2 separate regions of the Mustela erminea genome follow, and region 2 is linked to region 1. Evidence: chromatin contacts called from public Hi-C data. All regions are on one chromosome and are shown on one strand. Each heading gives the region's core, a stretch centred on a gene start, on an enhancer-like site or on the middle of the called end of the contact. The rest is flanking DNA. Distances are from core to core; before and after follow the strand shown.

The links. A called contact is a pair of places that touch in the nucleus more often than the background predicts.
Region 2: a contact with region 1 is called in a Hi-C map of skeletal muscle, with 10 times the contacts expected there. The contact joins the promoter of NGDN here to the promoter of HOMEZ in region 1. A contact is called at or near these places in 2 of 3 Hi-C or Micro-C datasets (skeletal muscle and spleen).

The regions. Positions count from the first base shown.
Region 1 is chr5:74,967,554-74,970,814 of mMusErm1.Pri, reverse strand. HOMEZ (homeobox and leucine zipper protein Homez) reads left to right here and starts at 1,504. Exons shown (of 3, transcript XR_004285850.1): 1 at 1,504-1,738.
Region 2 is chr5:75,110,907-75,114,167 of mMusErm1.Pri, reverse strand. NGDN (neuroguidin) reads right to left here and starts at 1,511. Exons shown (of 11, transcript XM_032343859.1): 1 at 1,469-1,511; 2 at 1,081-1,140; 3 at 394-465. The coding sequence starts at 1,489.

The DNA.
Region 1 (3,261 bases), core at 255-2,754:
ATGATTTCTTCCCAATCAACCCAGTCTTGTTATTTGTTTGGATTATGAGAGAACAACTCCACTGAAAACTGAGGGCTGCTGCTGCCTAAAATATTTCACTTTTTCTTTAATCGTATACAAATTATTGGGGCATGGTAATAGTCATGATTTAAGACAAAGTCTGTTATGTACTACGAGCCCTAGCTTAAACCCTGAGGGATCAGAAGTTTCCAACTCTAAAGCTGAGTATATATATCTTCCCTTGGTTTACACCTATGTTTTGCTGATGTTTTTGCTGGATACTAGTTTGAATATTGTAGGGCTGGCTCTTAGGAGGTTGAAATTTTTACTGAATGTAATGGGGCTGGGAGGAGGGCAGGTGAAAATATAGGCATAATTAACATGAGGCTCAGTGCTGAAGTTGAAAACCATTTCTGATGTCTGACAATCATGAAAGTGCTCTAGACCTTAAATTGGAGCAATAAAGAATCCATAGCAGGCATTGGTTTGGTGGCTAGTATATGGGAGGGGTGATGTCTGTGGGATACAGAACAAAGTCTGAAATTGTTTCATAAATTATTGTAGTTGTGTATACTATTAAGTGACCTAAAGGCAAAAAGAGGCTTTTTCAAAGATTAGCATATAAGAACAAAAGAATCACTTCAGAAAGTACTGTGTCCAAGTTTTTGTTTAAAGACCGAGAATCCTAAATATACAAGCTTTGGCCCAAATTCCAAATATATTAACTTTTGTCCACAACTTTTGTGACTACTCTGGTGAAAAGTCCCATTTTGTTGCCATCTTTTTCTTGACAGCGAAAATCAAGGTCCTCAAATCTATGAGGCAGGTCCTCCTCACTGGGACAGAGAGGTGGGCCTAGGGGTCGGATTGTCTGGGGGGGGGTCCCCAAACAGGTGCCTACTTCCGGCACTCAGTCCGTGGGAACACCTGTGCAGCGTTCTGAAGGGGCCGGGCTGCTGGGATCCTCGTCTTTCAGGCTGCAAGACATTTGATCCATCTGGAGAACAAGTTCCCGGTTGCTCTGGGCGCTTCGTTTACAGCGACGCTGCTGACTGCCCTCGGCTGGGCAGGCGCGGCTCCGCTCTGGTTCTACTCGCGTGTAAGGCTGACAAGGGGATGCTGAAAAAAGTCTTCCTTCAGGAGGAACAAATGGGGAGTAGTTGCAAGTTAGTCTTGGACAACTGAACAAACTCCTGTGAATTCCTTGGGGCAATTCCGGGAGGACCAGGGCTCAGCGTACTCCGAAGGTCCCGCGCGGAAAGGTCGAAAGCGGGGGGAGGGGGAGGAGGGGGGGAGAGGAGGTACCATTCACAGCACCCTGGCCCTGGGGGACATCTTCCCTGACCCAAGCAGCCAATAGCCACCCCGGCTGAGGCCCTCCCAGCCAATAACCGACTTCAGCCGAGACTCACGCAGCCAATGGCCGGCCCAGTGCGTTCCGCCGGTGCCTGCCTGCCTACTTCCACCAATCGGGACACGGGCCACCTTGGCACCGCCCCTGGAGCTCGCCCCACCCATTCGCCCCGCCTCCAACTCGTTCGACCAGGGTTGGGCTATACGGGCGCGCTCTCGGGGACAGGGGGGGCAGTCCCGGTCCCGGCCCTCCGCGCGGGTGGGCTTGGAGCAGGCCGCACCGGGCGGGAACCCCACTCCCACCCCGGAGGCCCCCTGCCCTTTCTCCCCCTTTCCCCCCGGCCCATGGTGCGAGGCTGGGAGCCGCCGCCCGGGCCGGACCGTGGTGAGTGATCCCCAGCCCCTTCGACTACCCCTCCCAGCCCCTGTACGATCTCCGACCTCCGGAGCCCCATCCCCGCGCTGTGGAGGGGGGGTGGTGGTTGGAGAATTCTAGGCTCGAAGTCGCCCAGTTCTCTCTCCTTTCTCCTCTGGACTTTTCGGTTCCCTGTTGTAACTGGGGGAGGGTGAGTGGGTGTGTAGGGAGGAGGGGAAGGCTGGGTTGGGACGTCCCCCCCGCGAGGGGAGGATTGAGATTCGGCTGCTCCCTGGGGCTCATCGCCCCAAGTGCAGCAACTTTTTGTTCTCTGACCCAGTTTGGAGCCTTATAGACTGCCTGCGAAATGGAGGATAGGAGAAACGTTTCTTTCCCAGGCCTCTCCTCCTCCCCCCACGACTACCTCCTGGCGACCTCAACACACGTACAGAAACCTGGTCTTACTTCTGGGAAGCGATGGTATTTGGGAATGAAAGGTTTGGGAGAAACTGCGCCTTCTGACCCCCTACCCAACCATACTCAGAAAACAAACCAAAAAAGTGAGAACCCGAGTTCTCAGAGGTTCCTGGTTTTGTGTCCTAATCTGAGACTTCTAAACTGAAAGACTCAAGCTGAGACCTGTTTGGTAATGTGGGCCCAGATCAGGAGATCTTTTATCGTATGAACCTCCTCACCATACATTTGAAGCCCTTTTATATTATATGAGTAGGACAGGTAAATTGCAATGATTGAAAAAACAAGCCAGTTAAACTTGGGAATTTTTTAAATGATGCATACATCTCTTAAGCATTGTCATTAAAAGTATGTTCATTGCACCAATCTTCTGGGGTAGTGTCCAGGCGTTTTCTTTTGTGTAAGTCTGCTGATTGGAGTTCCCAGTTGTCTTTCCATATAAACTACACAAGCGAATTTCAAATCTGGCTGCACCCTGAGAACTTTTTAAAGTACTGATGCCTGGGCCCGAGTCCAGACTAATTTAAGTCAAAATACGAAGGAGGGTTCCCTGGTTTAAATTTCCCAGGTAATTCTAATGTGCCACTGCCTCTGATGTATGATTTCAAGGGTTTTTTTGTTTTGTTTTATTTACTTTTAAAAAGATTTTATTTATTTGACAGAGATCATGAGTAGGCAGAGAGGCAGGCAGAGAGAGAGGGGGAAGCAGGCTTCCTGTTGAGCAGAGAGCCTGATGTGCAGCTCGATCCTGGGATCATGACCTGAGCTGAAGGCAAAGGCTTTAACGCACTGAGCCACCCAGGCGCCCCGGTTTTGTTTTGTTTTAATGCAGTGAGAATTTAAACACTTTTGGAGCAATCTGAATGCAGAAAACGTTTGAGATTTTTAAGTCCCCTGCCCCTCTAATCTTTTACAGTTCCCTGCTACTCCCAATTCAACAACTGTACAACACCTTAACATTTGACTTTGTTTTCATAGAAACAGTTTTTAGCGCACTAATTTTTCATAGGTTTATGTGATATTTAATTACATTATTATATAAATAAAGAAAAAACAGGCATAAACAGGTTGGGAATCAC
Region 2 (3,261 bases), core at 262-2,761, 140 kb before region 1:
ACTGTGAAGTGACTGCTCTTGCTCAAACATATTGCTCTTATCTGTCTTCTCCACTAGACTTCAGCACGGAAACTGGATCTTACTCATCTTCCAAGCTCTAACACTTAGGACACATAAGACACTCAATAAACCTATGATAAAAGAACTGTGGAAAACAAGACAGAGGATATTAGGTCTTCAAATATGTCTTTTTTTTTTTTAAAGATTTTATTTATTTAGAGAGACAGAGAGAGGGAATACAAGCAGGGGGAGTGGGTGGGGAGAAGCAGGCTTCCCTCTGAGCAGAGAGCCTGATGTGGGGCTCGATCCCAGGATGTTGGGATTATGACCTGAGCCAAATGCAGACGCTTAGCGACTGAGCCACCCAGTTTCCCCTCTTCAAATATGTCTTACCTTCTCTGTAGGATAGGCTCTAGCTTGAACTTTTTTTGTCAGAGCTTGTATTTGTGCAGTTACAGCCATCACCTGAAATCAGTTCAAATAAAACAGCTGAGGAGAATACACCTAAGTCATCTCTGTGACCTATGAAGGGCATAAACTAAACAATGACGCCTAAAAATCATCAGCAACATTACCTGAAATGTAGCACTACTTTCTTTTCAGTTCTGGGAAAGTATAGCAGAGATGGTTTTTGATACTTCATCAAAAAGTGCAAAAAACTTTCCACCTTTTCTTAAAGCTACAGAAACCATCGTACCAAACCATGGGGGAAGGGATGGGAACTGGGCCAGTGGTGGGGGGAAGGGTGCTGTACCTTTATCGGTACTGGATGAACTTTCAACCAGTACACCTAGGTACCCTAAGGGCAAATCATACCACTTTTCCCAGCACTAGTTTCCTTAGCTATATAATAGAAAAGAAAATCATTCAGACGACTTCTTTTTGGAGTTTTCTGTATTGCTTTGGATGCAGAAATTACTTTAAATTCTAGTCTGAAAAGGTTTTCATTAAGTCACTTGGCTCTCAAAGTATTTGCTATCATTCAATACATGCCTTCAAACGACCACAGTTTGGAGGTGAAGCACACAAAACCAAAGCCAATTTTTCACTAACCCGTCCCAAAGGGGTGGTATGACTCACCTGCTCCTGAAGGTTCTTCAAAAGTGTGACAGCACCTGGCAGGTCTGACTCCAGCACCACCTGTGAGAGGGAGAGAGAAAATAAAAGCCCTTCTTTCCTCGGGATTATGAGAAGATTTGGAGGGGTGGAAAACACTCTCCTTCAGACACCCCATTCTTCCGACTTTCCCACTCCAGTACACATGCAGACTTGCTTCAAAGCCGGCCAATCCTCCACATTTCTAAGAGAAGCGGTAGCTTCACCTCCGTCACCCTACTCCTCCTCTCGCCCCGCTGTGCCAAGCAGGCTGCTTCCTTTCATCACTCCCTTCCTTCGCGCCAATAACTTGCCCAGGGCAGCTGAGGGTGTAGGAAAATCCCACAATAGCAACGCGAGGAAGCAAACTCACTGGACTACCCGGCGCCGCCATCTTCACAAAGCCTGCCTCTTCCGGGGCGGTACTTTCTGAGCTAACATTGGGCGATAGACTTGATAGACAACAGCCGCTTGGAAATCTAAGCCAATAGGAATAGTGATATCTCACTTCCGCCCCGAACAGGATGTGCGGGATTGGAGCCACATCCAGCCAATAGAATGGAAGAACTGACTATCTTCGTCAGATTTAGGGTGCGATCTAATGACGTAAAAATGCTCGTGGAAATGGACGCGTGATTAGCCGATTGTATAGAATTTTTGGAGCTAAACCAATATAAAACTAGCCAAGTGACTGATAGACAATTAGAAAGGCCCAATGGCAAAAAGACGTTTGCAGAGCCGACTGAGAACGTATTGGCTTCCCGGATGCCGCCGTACCCAGTCTTTTTCATTACTCTGCCTTGCGTGGCCACAACTGACCGCTAGGTGGCAGTCCTCGGCTTCTCTCTGGGGTGGCTGGGTTACGGATCCGCGGTAGCATGCCGCTGCTCCAATGCAGGTCGCGCGAGATTCCTCACAGACCGCGCGAGATCCTTCACAGACCGCAAGGGCCCTGGATCGACTTTGTGTCAGTAGACTTGTGTGACACTGGAGAGGTCACTCGGTCTCTGAGCCTTGGCCAGAGAAGCCCCGAGGTAGATTACAAACGGACGCCCAGGACATCCACTCTCACCTCCTCGTGGTGTGCGGAGGAGACCCTGTGCCACTCCCATGTGCCACTCCCAACACTCCTCACCCCTACCCGTTTGGGGACGTGAAAGTGCGTTTTACAAAGGAGGAAGCCAGTTAAGATTTATGTGACATGCCCCTATCACACAGGTCCACAGCAGAACTTGGTCCAAATCCAGCTTGTTTCATTCTCTTCTCCATATTTCAAAATACGTCAATTCACTCCTGCTTCTCACAGGCTGGTAAAGTGAATTGAGTCTGTATTAATTTCTTCTATCCCCTGCCTTAGGATGTAAACCCTGCAGAGGCTGATAATGGTCTTGAATTTGTCCTGCCAAGGGCGAGCTGATCTCTGACTAAGAAATGAGATCTCCTGACTTGGAACTGTCTTCTGGAATTAAGGAAGGAATAACCCGCATATCTCAGCCAGGGTGGGAAGATACTGGTTTCTAAATTTTTTGTGGGACTCGGGAAGAATGGTTATGAGTTGTATCCAGTCCCTATGCCTCTTAACGTTGGTTTGCTGCTTCAGGCCCATGTGGAAGCTCAGAGTGCCTTGATAACCTATTCATTCTATTAATAATTTTTGTACAACGTGTCAGGATTTGTATTATGAAAAGTTGCCTTTATATATATATATATATATATGAATATTTGTCAGAGACCGCAAGCAAGAGCACAAGCAAGGAGAGCAGCGGGCAGAGGGAAAGCAGACTCCCTGCTGAGCGGAAAGGATGTGGGCCTTGATCCCAGACCATTGGGATCATGACCTGACCTGAAGGCAGACACTTAACCATCTGAGCCACCCAGGCATCCTGAAAAGTTGCCATTTCAACATAAATCTTCATACTTGTCCTGTTAGGTCACAAATAAGATTTTTTTTTCCTTGAAATTTGAAATTAATCTGTTCATATGCATTATGATGTCAGTGAGGAAACAAATTATGCTGCTTTGTTTTGGTTTTGATAATTAAGTACTTGCCAGTCATTCTTTTTGTTATAAGAAAATCTTGGAGTTAACAGTACAGTAAATCTTTGTAAAACTCTTCCAGGATTCAACCAACAAGTATTGGCCAGAACACGAGATCATTAAATTTAT